Linked DNA regions of Gossypium hirsutum: region 1 is linked to region 2. Evidence: chromatin contacts called from public Hi-C data. All regions are on one chromosome and are shown on one strand. The core of a region is the stretch at or near the end of the contact, and the rest is flanking DNA. Distances in the headings are between cores, read along the strand shown. Region 1 holds the start of LOC107891577 (F-box protein At5g51370). Region 2 holds the start of LOC107924092 (putative pre-16S rRNA nuclease).

Evidence for each region. A called contact is a pair of places that touch in the nucleus more often than the background predicts.
Region 1: a contact with region 2 is called in a Hi-C map of leaf, with 2.7 times the contacts expected there. The contact joins the promoter of LOC107891577 here to the promoter of LOC107924092 in region 2. A contact is called at or near these places in 4 of 34 Hi-C or Micro-C datasets (callus and leaf).

What each region holds. Positions count from the first base shown.
Region 1 is chrA12:76,985,977-76,992,185 of Gossypium_hirsutum_v2.1, forward strand. It overlaps LOC107891577 (F-box protein At5g51370), which reads left to right and starts at 2,619. Exons shown (of 2, transcript XM_016816425.2): 1 at 2,619-3,880; 2 at 4,343-5,470. The coding sequence starts at 2,619. The coding sequence ends at 4,616. It overlaps LOC107924016 (CCR4-NOT transcription complex subunit 1), which reads right to left. Exons shown (of 51, transcript XM_041082731.1): 51 at 5,360-5,716. The coding sequence ends at 5,567.
Region 2 is chrA12:76,716,121-76,722,926 of Gossypium_hirsutum_v2.1, forward strand. It overlaps LOC107924092 (putative pre-16S rRNA nuclease), which reads right to left and starts at 1,484. Exons shown (of 7, transcript XM_016854390.2): 1 at 1,143-1,484; 2 at 1,007-1,066; 3 at 809-921; 4 at 603-671; 5 at 1-2. The coding sequence starts at 1,430.

The sequences.
Region 1 (6,209 bases), core at 1,369-3,868, 270 kb after region 2:
GGTTTGACCCCGTGTGATTCAATTTGCATGCTGACGTCAAAAACAGAGAGTTACATGGCTTGAAGACACAAGCGTGTCAAAGGCACACGGACGTGTCCCTATGTCCACACGGGCGTGTGACCCTGTTTCATGGGGAAATTTTCTAAGTTTTCTTGAAACTTCTCAAGTTCTCGATTTAGTCCTGAATCAATCCCGATGTATATTTTGGGCTTCGTAGACCCAAATAAGGGATGACATGCATGTGTTTGAAAAGTTTTGAATTAAAAGAAATTTTATGGCCTGGTTTTTTCATGTACGTGTACGTTTAAGTCCGGTAATGCCTAGTACCTTGTCTCGGCATTGGACATGGGTAAAGGGTGTTACAAAATTCATAGGTCAAATAATAATAAAATAATCTAGACTAATCAGAGTTTGATTGAAACAAATAAATAGAGTTTAATTGAAAAATTATTTCTCAAATTTGACTAAAATAGGAGTCATACTCAACAGGTGTGAATCTACTTGTTAATGAAAAATTTTTTGAGAGTCATTTTTTTATTACCTACAAATGCAATGGAAAGTGTTTCGGATGAAAAAAAAATTAAAGTGTAAAATTGAATTATAAATTTAAGGTCAAAATATAATTTTATCATTTATTAATATTTTTTTTTAAAATCTAGATATAATTTTATCATTTTCGAAAGAAGGTTCTTACTTGCTACCCTTAGTATAGCCCCTTATATGAAATTGTTAGGCAACCAATAGGTAACTTAATCATCTAGATGGAGATCTCTGCCCAATAATTTCCTCAAAGTAGGATAAAAGTTCATCAACCTTGTAAATGAAAGATCTAATCATAAGACAACACATAAATAAAAGATCTAATCATAATATTACGTTTTATACACAACACGTAAATTCATCAACAACACTTACATAGACAATACATTCTCCAATCGCATTCAACACCTTTCATGATTGTACAAACATCTCTGAGGATAAAAAGAAAAAGAAAAGAGAAAGGAATATTGAATGGAAGTTGTATGGGCTGGTAAAGTTGAAAAAAGGTCCACAATGGGCTTTGTCTTAGGCCCATAAACTTCATTAATAATCAATATAGTTGCCCACATTCGATTAAGTTAAATTGCTTTTAGTTGTCTTGCACTATTGGACCTACAAAACCATATATTATATCTTTACAAAATCCATATAATTTCTCAATTTATTTTATTTTATTATTATTAAAAAGTAAATAAATAAATATTGTATATTATTATCAATGCAAAAAGACATGAACGTATTATCTACTTATTTATAGGTTAAGAATGAGTTATTGATAGTTTTAAACATTATATAAAAAAATTATTAAAATAATAAATAAATACACAAGTTTTTTTTTTAATTTAAGAAACAAAGATGACATGTTACACATAAAGGCATAGCAATGATTACTAAATTTTGATTTAACACAAAAACAAAGAAACCAATGATTCGATGCTTCTTTTTCCAAAAATAAAATAACATTAAAGTTATTTTAAGGTTAATATATTATTTAATATTTAAATTTAATATTTTTATTTAAATTTAGTTTTAATATTTAAAATAAGAATATTTGAGGTTTTTCAATTTGATACATGAACTTTTTATCCTGATTAACTACTTGTATTTTTTTATTTACTAAATATTCAGTTATCTACAATTTAGGGTACTAAATTAAACATTAAAGTCAATATCAAATACAAAATTGAGATAATAAAAAAATTTTAAATATTAAATTAAATAATATTTAATTCATGTACTAAATGATATATGCTTAGGTTAGGTTGAATATTTTCTTTTTTGCCATTAATGACTATTTTTTGTATTTTTTAAATTCAATCTTTTCTTTCCTTGAAAAAAAGCTCATAGACTTTCTTCTTCTTCTTTTTTAAATGATTGCTTATTTTAAAACTCAAACAATAATTAATCTCTAATAAATTGATAAAATAATATTTTAAAATAATAAATTGAGAAAAAAAAAAGACTGTCAAAAAGAAAAAAAAAGTTGAAACAAAATCTTATCCAACAATATAAAGTGAAAGCTGCTAATTGTAAGAAACATATGTCAAAGAGACGATCTTTGAAGCTTCTATAAATCACACCGACAATAATATTACCATTAAAGAAACATAATTTATTTTTAAATTTAGATTATCAAAATTTTAATTAATTTAATTTTTTTTTAAAAATTTAACTCTCAATCTCCATATTTTTTTATCAATTTGACAGTTGTTATTTTATAGATTAATTTGAAAATATTGACGAAAATATTAATAATGTTGTTATGTATGATATAGTATTATTTGTCTCATATATGTACTAAAAAAATTAAAAAATTATAAAAATACTTAAAAAAATATAAAATATACATAAATTATCATATTTAAAATTTTAATGTTTTAATTAATATTTCTATTAAAAAGAGATTTGTGTGGAGTTTTTTGAAAATTATGAGAAAGGAGTAAAAAATTAAAAATTACTTCACAATAAGACAATGTTAAGACAAAGGAGATTAAACTAATTAACTGCTAATAAGACAAATTACTTGTTTTATACTTTTTGGGTTTTATAAAGACAACAAAAATCAGAACTTTACGAAAATGTCACAATCACCGGAATCACCAAAATCCCCAAATACAAACCCTAACCCTAATTCAGACCAGGATTATTTAAACTTGGAACCACCCCCATCGCTAAAATCCAAGTGGAAGCCTAAAGCTTTAAGCTTACCAGACATTTGGGTCAAAGAACAAGCTTTAAAGCATGTTATTTACAATATGCAGCAACAGTTCAGCCGAACGCCGTCAAGTTCGCCGCCGTCGGAGCCTGATGTAACGTCGTTTCAGTCATTTCCTTTAGACCCAATTGAACCGGACTACAGTTCTCTCCTCTCCGACGTCGTACTACTCGGAATATTCTCGAAGCTTCCTGTTTCACAGCATGTTTCAAATTCCTTGGTCTGCAAGCGTTGGTTGTACCTTACCGGCCGGTTAGTTCAATCCCTTAAGGTTAAAGATTGGTCCTTTATTTCATCGGGTCGGGTTTTTAATCGGTTCCCTAATTTGACCGATTTAGACCTCGTTGGTTCTTGTATTCAGATGCCAAAAGATTCCGGCGTGTTAGTGACCCATAAAACGGTGTCGGTTTATGTGGATACTAGTTCTACCTTTGCCGGATTTCTCGGAAAAACGGCACTTCTGCCGTTGAATGTGATTGATACAGGGCTTGCAATGGTAGCCGAAAAGTACCCGAATTTACGCCGATTAGTAGTGATTGGAGCAAGTGAAGAGGGGTTAAGGCAAATTGCGGTACGGTGTTATACTTTGCAAGAACTTGAGCTACATTGTTGTGGTGATTTAGCTTTGAAAGGTATTTCCGGGATTAAAAACTTACAAGTGATGAAATTGATTGGTTCAGTTAATGGGTTTTACTATTCGACCGTATCGGATATCGGGTTAACGTTATTAGCTCAAGGCTGTAAAAGGCTAGTAAAGCTTGAACTTTGTGGATGTGAAGGGAGCTATGATGGGGTTAAAGCAATTGGACAATGCTGTCAAATGCTTGAAGAATTAAGCTTTTATGATCATAGGATGGATGGTGGATGGTTAGCCGGGCTTTCATACTGCTCGAATTTGAAGACTTTGAAGCTCAAGTCTTGTAAAAGTACCGATACGAGTCCGGGAGCAGACGAGCATTTGGGGACTTGTTTGACACTCGAAGAGTTGCATTTGCAACAGTGTCACATCCGGGATAAGCAAAGTGTTAAAGCTTTGTTTTTGGTTTGCGAGAATGTTCGAGCTATTGATTTTCGGAATTGTTGGGGTTTGGATGATGATGTGTTTAGTCTTGCAAGTATTTGTAGGTATGAAGCTCTTAGTTTTTTCCATAAGCATTATATATATACTCGAAATCGCATATATATTCTACTAGGTGCCAAAGTCCTAATACTGCATTTATGTAGCGTTAATTCAGCATGTATGTTGTTAAGAAATTGGTGATCTTATTCGAGAATGGCGTAAGTGTTAACCGAGTTATGAGGTATCGAATTGTTTAACGACCAGTCTTATTATTGCAATTACATGGTAGAAAACTTAGGCAGTGACGGTTGATTTGATCTTAAATTTTCTGGCAAGTTGAGTAGTTGAAGAAGGGGATATATGTTCATGGTGTGCCTTTAAAACATATGTTCCGACACAAGTACGTGTCAAACAAAGAATGTCATTGGCCTTACAGAGTCTATTATTATACCTATGTCTGATTATGCGTTGAACACAAGTAGCTTTGCTTCGATTTCTAACTTGCGATTTTCAGCGTCTTTTGATAGGAGAGTGAAGGTTCTTTCTGTGGAAGGATGCTCGTTGTTGACGATAAAAGGTCTAGAATCCGTACTACTTTCTTGGAAAGAGCTTCAACAATTAAGAGTAATGTCATGTAATAACATTAAGGATACGGAAGTGACACCGGAACTTGCAACCTTGTTTTCAATGCTTAAAGAGTTGAAATGGAGACCGGATTCCCAATCTCTGCTATTGTCAAATCTGGTAGGGACCGGAATGGGAAAGAAAGGTGGTAGATTCTTCCAGAGGTCTAAGGATTGATGTTTCATCTTTACTTCATTATTTTAATTTGTATTAACTTTGTCTGACTCCAAACGTCAAGTAACGGAGAAAACATTTGACTTTGTTGTTATTGTATTTTAGTGGAGTTGTACCATTACATTATTGTAGATTCATTGACAATTAGTGATCCAACTTTTTAGCTGATGTAGACATAAAAGGGAAATCATTATATACACTTTTTACAGTTTTTTTTTTTTTTTGTAATTGGGATTTGGGACCTCTCTTCTTTTCCATTTCATTTCCTCATTTATTTAGGTTGAATTTTATAAATGATTATCGTATTAGACTTCAGATTTTTATTTTTATTTTTACTTTTTGAGTTAAATAAAACTATTTAACGAATTGAGACTGTGTACTTACCTCCCATCTAACTAACCATCAATTGACGAGATATTTGAATGTCAAATAAACACCTAATATTGTGATGCCAAGAACGGAGATGACTTGTGAAATCTGATTTCTTCTTGTTTCTTAATATCCGATCATGGCCTTAGGGACAAAAAATTAAACAACCAAATAACAGTTGTAAGTAGAGAATTAACGGTTTCAAATAAATAATTATAACTGTAACTTTTATTTAACATACATTCAATAAATATTTTAAAAACCTTTTTTTATTATTGGACTTATCATTGTTTGTACACTTTTATATCTGTTCGTCTATTATTTATGAACAATTATATGATGAAAAATCATCAAACACGAAATGAACCCAAACAAACTTAAAAATAAATGAACAAAATCTATTCATTCAAACTAGGTTCATTTACAACCCTCTAATAAACTTCAGAAAGTTTTTTTTTTTTTTTTGTTTACAGGATACTAAGTTCAAACAACAATAAGACATGATATACAGATGTAATAACAATGGAGAATTTTTCTTCCCTATTACATGACATGACATGACATAAACAATAAAAATAGAACCTTTAATGTGCAGTTTCAGATACCCAACCAGAAACCATACCCTCATCCACAGGTTTGAGACCTCCACATGATCTTGCAACCGATTCAAACAGTTTCTCAATCTCAGGTGCACACCTTATGAATGAACGATTCCAAAAATTGTATCTTGGATTCTGAATTACAATAAATATAAGCATTAGCAAAATTTTGAAATTGAGTTTTTTAGCTTTCCTTCAGCCCTAATGTTTATACAAAATATTAAAGTCGTAATATTTTGTTTGATTCGTGTTTACACAAAACATTATGAGATTTGTAATAATTTATGTAATTAGATCATTATAATAAATTGTATAACTGAGTTCACGTTTTACGTAATTGTGCAATAACACAACATTACAAAAGTTGTAATAATTTATGTAATTAGATAAAGTTTTATATAGTTGGAACTAATGGAAAACTTATATTAGAAAGCTCACGGTAGATCTTCATACTAGGAGTCGGATTTCATTTTTACCCTTCTACTCAAAAAATGGGAAAAATAGTTCAAGCATGTTTAGATCAAAGAGCAAATTGATCTTTTGTTAAAAATTCCATCCATCTCTACTGAAAACTGGTCGTTGTATGACAACATAAGGTACATGTGATGTGTAACTGTCTGGTTCATGT
Region 2 (6,806 bases), core at 234-2,733:
CCCTGAAAGACAAGTGAAAGAATTATGCTCCAGTTCAGACATCAAGAAGAAAAAATTTCAAAGATACAGAAATATCATGACCCAGAACGTTATGCCTTTGCAATTGTCCTCTTTTCATAACAAGTCGTAGGCATCAACAAACCTAACATGCTAGGCCATGTTGCAAGGCACCAACAGGTGCGTCTTCACAGATTTGAACTCGCGGCCTTACACACAAATGAGCAATACAACAGTCAATCAATTAGTATAGTGCATTCTTTTGCATGCAAAGGATCTATGTATATCCAAAAAGGACAATTTCGACATGCTAGGCCGGGTCATGAGGCACAATCTGCAATTGTCCTCTTCTCATAATCACAAATCTTCAATATAAGGACCCGACCTAGCACACTAGTCCACCTTGTGAGGCACAAACAGATGCGCGTGGCCTTACACACAAATGAGTGCACTCTGCAATATGACCAACACTCAATTAGTATAGTGGAGTGCATTCTTTGGCATGCAAAGGATCTATGTGTATCCAAAAGGGACAATTTTGGAGACACAGCCGTCAGAGTCGTGACTTGGACAGGAAATATCAAATTGGGGAAACTTATTTGTACAAGTTAATCATCCTGTAAGCAGCTTCTGATGATGTCCCATGTTCATCTTGTAGATACACTCTCCAACCCCTGAGTTTGAGTAAAGCAATTGAGACACACACACAAAAAAAAAAGTGATTTTTTATGCAAATTAAGACCAACCCAAATGGTTGAAGCAAATACGCAAACAGTTTGGACTTCAAGCGAGAAACATAAAAAAACATTACCTCTCGGCAGCTCGAACCGCTAGCCGTCCGGCAATACTACGAACTTTGTTCGATTGAGGGGTCTCCTTTCCATCCCAAGATTTAGGGATTCCAATTATAAATTCATCAACCTCCTACAATATATATAACTCTACCATTACACCGAAAATTTGCATTTAAAAAGCTTCGAATTAAAAGAGAGAAAGTAAATTTTTTAACCTCTCTTTCAGCCATGTCAAGCAGTTGTAGCTCAAGTTTTTGTCCTCTCAATTTCAAAACCTATAAAGATACAGAAACAGGGAAAACATCGAACAGGTAGTAAACTGAAAACCAAATTGAATGATGTTATTAGTACCGTGAGTGGACGAACGGAGAAACCTTTGCTAAGGGCAAGACCGGTACGTGATGAACCCAAATCCACGCCTAGGCTGAACCCTACTGTACATTGTGGATTGGTTTTACGGCGAAGGGCATTTGGGGGGAATTCTTGGAGAGACGACGACAAGGCATTGGGTTTCGGATTATAATTACGGATTAGGGTTGAGAAATAAGGAAGAAAAAATGGGGATTTTGAGAAGATTAGGTTAGGGTTGGTTTTAGATGGATTGAAAAATGGATGTGATTGCAATCGCGGTGAAGACATTGGAGATTGAGTGTCATACACTAAGCCCCCTAGCTTCCCTATCCAAGCAGAAAATTGTTGGGGGATTTTAAAACATGATCCCTCTATAACGAGTAAATTTAAGATTTACTATTTATACTTTAGTTGTTGCACTAGAGTCGAATTACATTTTGTCCCTTCTGCTAAAAATTGAATAAAGTAGTCCCTCTAAGTTAGATCAAAGAGTAAATTGGTTATTCTTTTAAAAATTTCATCAATTCCGATTGTTAAAAATTTATTCATGTACATCAACATGAGGTACATGTGACACGTCACGGTGTTATTATTTTGTTATTTTTTTAATCATGCCAATTTTTACTTTTTAATAGTAGTATTGAATCAATTTTTAACTAGAAATGACCAAATTACTCTTTGATCTAATGTACAATGATTAATTTGCCCATTTTTTAGTAAAGGAGGCAAAATGCAATTTGACACACAATATAGGGGCCTCTCTAGCATTTTTACCCAATAATTTGACATAATTTGGTTCCTATACATAATATCATTAGTTAGTAGAAATGCTAACTACTTGAACTAACTAATGTTATAGTAAAATTAAAGATAAAAGTACCGGGTAGGTCTTTTATTATAAGAATAAAATCAAATTAGCTCATATATTATTAAATAGATTAATTTAGTCCATATATTATTAAAAATAATAAACCATGATCGAATTTTAACATAATTAACATTTATAATTTAAAAAAATCATTTATTGTTTAAATTTTTTAAATTTTTTTATGGTTTTAAAAATGAAACATTTTGTTTAAATTTGAAATACAAATGAAAAACTAAAAATTTTTTGTGTCATTTTTAAAATATATGACAAAATTATGAGTTAAAGGATATGAGAGGTTTTTGTATTAGGGGACTGAATCAAATTAATTCTTTTATTATTAAATGGATCAATTTAGTTTATGTACTATCAAAAAGGATTAAATAAGTCCAAATTGTAAATGAGTTTAAATTTACTACATAAAAAATACCTTGAAAATTATTTTTTTCAATTGCAGTTCAATTCCAAACACAAAATTTCATTTATAGAACCATAAAAATTTTAAAAATATTAACTTTGTGAAATATTAAATGACGTTTTTTATGCAATAAACGTTAACTATATTCCAATTTAGCCTTGTTTGATTCCTTTTAATAGTAGAGGGACTAAATTGATCCATTTAATAGCATAAGGATTAATTTGATTAGATACCTATAATATAGGGACCTCTCAGGTATGTTCACCCAAAATTATGTTAAATTCATGCAAATTCACCCAGTTAAGGTGGGCTTCCTTGCTTTCCACATTAGAACCAATGGGCTCCATTGACGTCGAGTCGGCCGTCTCTTTAACCGGGTTATTTTGAAATACCACTTGGGCTTTTGGCGTGGACGTTGCCCTCCTACTAAGCCTTGTAGAGGGAAGAATGATAAAAACACCTTTCAAGTCCCTCTCAATTTTGATATTAAGCAAGTTGATCCCTTTCAAAAAAAATTGAAGTAATTTAAACTGTGAATTTCGAAAGTAAGCAACTAAGTACTATTAATTACTAGAATTCTACTTGTAAAATTAAAAGGCTTTATATGTGTTAAAACATGATCTATTAAAATATGTTTAGATCGAAATTTTATAAATTCTCCTTTTGATTGAGATATAAGGTTAAAATATGCTATAAGTTTTTGTACTCTTCACAAATTTAGAATTTAGTCTTTGTACTTTTTTTTTAGGAATTTAGTCTATCTACTTTCTGATATTCAAATCCAACTATTAACACAATTAAAATTATTTTGCTAAATTTAGATTTTTACAACTTCATTTTTTAATCACATGACTACTAAGTGAATATTTTTGTTAGAAGTTTTGTCTTATTTTAAAGCTCTAGTTTTTGTTCATTTGTATCAAACTTAAAGTTTTCTTATGTATGAGAAATTTCAATTGACAACGCACGCACACACACAAAAAAAAATAATCTTATTTTGACAAGGCACATATGGCTTCTTCTTTATTTGAATAATATTATTACATGTTCTGATTATATCTGCTATTTTTAATATAATGCCTAGAACTACCCATAGTCCCTCCCAACCCATAAATAGGAGGATAATGCGCTTCAACACACTTGAACTCATGTCTTCCTGTATTAACAACAATATACATGTCAATCAAGCTAATATTCCATCAACCATATATGAATATCTTTAAAATCAATCATGCTTTGGAATATAATATTCATAGTATGCTCCTCAGCACTAACTTGTATGAATGAATCACATAAAATTTCATTTCACCAAAAAAACTACCTAAATGGTAGATAATAAGCAACTTATCTTAATGAAAGTTGGTCCATTATATTCTTTATCTTAATCAAGTTCTTAGCTAATTGAGAGATCCAAGAAAAAATGCACCCTAAATTAAGGCCCTTGGTTTAATTGGATCACCAAATTGGAAAGCTTAACTTGTCAAGTCCATTGCGTAATGAGTAGGCGTGATCTAGCAAATTAGCAATGCCTAAGAATATTAAGAAACAAGATTTAGTCCTAGAATTTGGTGTTTTCTTTAATTTGGTCTCCAATTCTTTTTGTTCACACTAGTCTCGAAATTTGATAAATTTTATAATTTGATACATGAACTTAGACTCCGTTAATGTGTGATGATATGATATTTTGAGATTGTGTCATATTATTACTTGAAAATTTTAAAATATATATATAATTAGAGGCAAATCTAGGGGGGCTGGCAAGTGCCCGACCCCTCTAAAATATAAAATTGCTATTTAGGCCCTTAATTTTTTAAAATTTTAAATTAATAAAAGTAAAATTACACTTTTACCCCCTTAAAATTATAAAAATTTGATTTAATTTTTTAAAAATTAAAAAGATATACCCTATAAAAAATTAAAATTTCATCTAACCCTAAAAAATTGTTCTAGCTTCACCCCTGTATATAATACAAAAAAATTATATTATATTATATTAATATTTACTTGGAGAAGTGATTAAAGTTCTTTTTGGCATCTAGATGACATGGGTTTGACAATTTGGATTTAGATTTCATTTATTACATAAATGGTAATAATGAAATGCATATATCATAGACAAATTAGATGAGATTCAATATAATATATATTAAAAAATATAAAACACAAATTTTTTAAATCCAAAAATATTTTAAGAATTTTAAATTTATTACTAAATTGGCATCTAACAAATAATGGATTTGAGAAATTATCATAAATGTTATATTTTTAAATGGTTTACTACTCAATTTATATTATTTTTAAAATCCAAATTCTAAAATCCTAGTTTTCAAGTGCTACCTTAAGAAAATCCAAATTCAAGGATCAAGTTAGAAAAAGAACTACAAAGTTTCGGGATTATTGTGGACTAAAAAAAAGTTTAGAGACTAAGATGATATAAACTATCAGGTTCAAGGACTAAATGATAGTTTATCCCTAAGAAAAAAATATGGGAACTAATTGTTGTGCCGACCTTTTCAAAGTTTCACAAAAGTCCCCCACTAGAACCCACCATTTAGACCCACTACTTAGTGCATTTCGACCCATTTTAAACCAGGAAATTTCTCATTATGAAGAAAAATACATGATTTTTGGTTTACGGCACCAAGAGTTTGAAAAAATGATTAAAAAGATTTGATCTTCTTCACCTAGAAATTACATGGGGTCTTATCAATTGACAATTTCTAAGACACTTGTTGTTAATTAGCCCCTTTGGTGAAACTCAAGCAAAGTAAGATTAATCAATTTGTAATTTTTAGAGTGCAGTGAAATCTTTTTAACTCAATGGTTGAAATAAAAAGGGAGAAAAAAGCATTAATTAACCGTTGATCATGTCACATAAAATTTATATTTAGAAATGTGAGTCTACCTTTTAGCTAATTCAATCGGTTTTCAACATTAAAGGAGAAAAATAGATTTCCAAAGAAAAGTAACGTATTCGATAACCAATTTAACAGATTTCATCTCGTCAGCATAATTTTCTAATTTCTAAATTGACTTGATCAAATGGCTATAGTTGCCTCATTTTTGTTTTTAACAATAATAGTTTACTTATTTTCAGATATGGTTACATGGTTTAGAAAAGTCAGATGTCAAAGGAATTTTTTACTCAAATCATGTCCAAAAGTCAAATTTCCAATCAATTTCAAGGGTGGTGTTATATATGTAAAACCAATCATTAAGGGGGGGTTGAAACATAAAAAAGGATGAGCTAAGGGTTTGCTTTGTAATTTAACCTAACATGCAGGAAACGATACGTATATGCTTTTTGCCTTCATTTCCATGATTTTATGAGGAAGCATTAGTAGGGTAACAAGTAAATTAATCCGTCTTTAATTTGTACATTTGACTTCAAATCATCTAAAATTTTCATTTGTAGTCAAAAAACCCTTCTTTTTTTTGGGGGGGGGGGAGGTTAATTGAAAATACATGCTTGACCCTATGGGATTATCAGTTTTCTTTGGTATCTTAAATATATTCCCGGGAAACAAGCAGAATTTTTACATAGTAATCAAAAGGGTAATAGGAGGTTAATTGAAAATACATGCTTGACCCTATGGGATTATCAGTTTTCTTTGGTATCTTAAATATATTCCCGGGAAACAAGCAGAATTTTTACATAGTAATCAAAAGGGTAATATAACTTTATAGTCTGTAAACTTGGCCATTAGGTTCACTTTGGTGACTAACTTGGCAATCAGGTCTGTTTTGATCTTTGAACTTGACAAATATAAAAGTTTGATGACATGAAACTCTTAAGTGCTACCATTGTCAAAATTTGGTCCAATTTGATCCTTGAAGTAGGTGATGATATGGTACAATCTTAGAGTGTCACGTTATTAAAATTTGATGCAATTCAAGTTTGGAGACTAAAATAGACTCAGTTATAAAGTTAAATTCCTAAGGGAAGGTGTAGGTTTGAACCTTAGAGACAATATTGTTAAGAAGAGTAGAACATGAACTATAAAACTGACATGGAGAATACTAAAAAAAAATAAAAGAAGTTTAGGGGCTAAAAGTTATATTAACCCTAATCAAATTCCACTTGAAACCAGCCGCCAAGAAAGCAAATCCCAAGGGCTATGAGACTCTCTAGCTAGGTTAGACACGACAGCAAGATATAAGTTACTATGTACTGCTCACAGGTTTCCCATTTCTCGTGTTGATCGACCCACCCAACATGTGCCTTTGCTTGATCTAGGGTTAATGGATTTCATGGGACCATATGGGGAATATATAAGTGAATTCAAAAGGCAAAAAAAAAAGGGCAAATTTCAGTCAAATTCAGCATCTTTTCTAATGGGTTTATTAAAAAAAATCACATGTGAGACACAAGTACTACCTT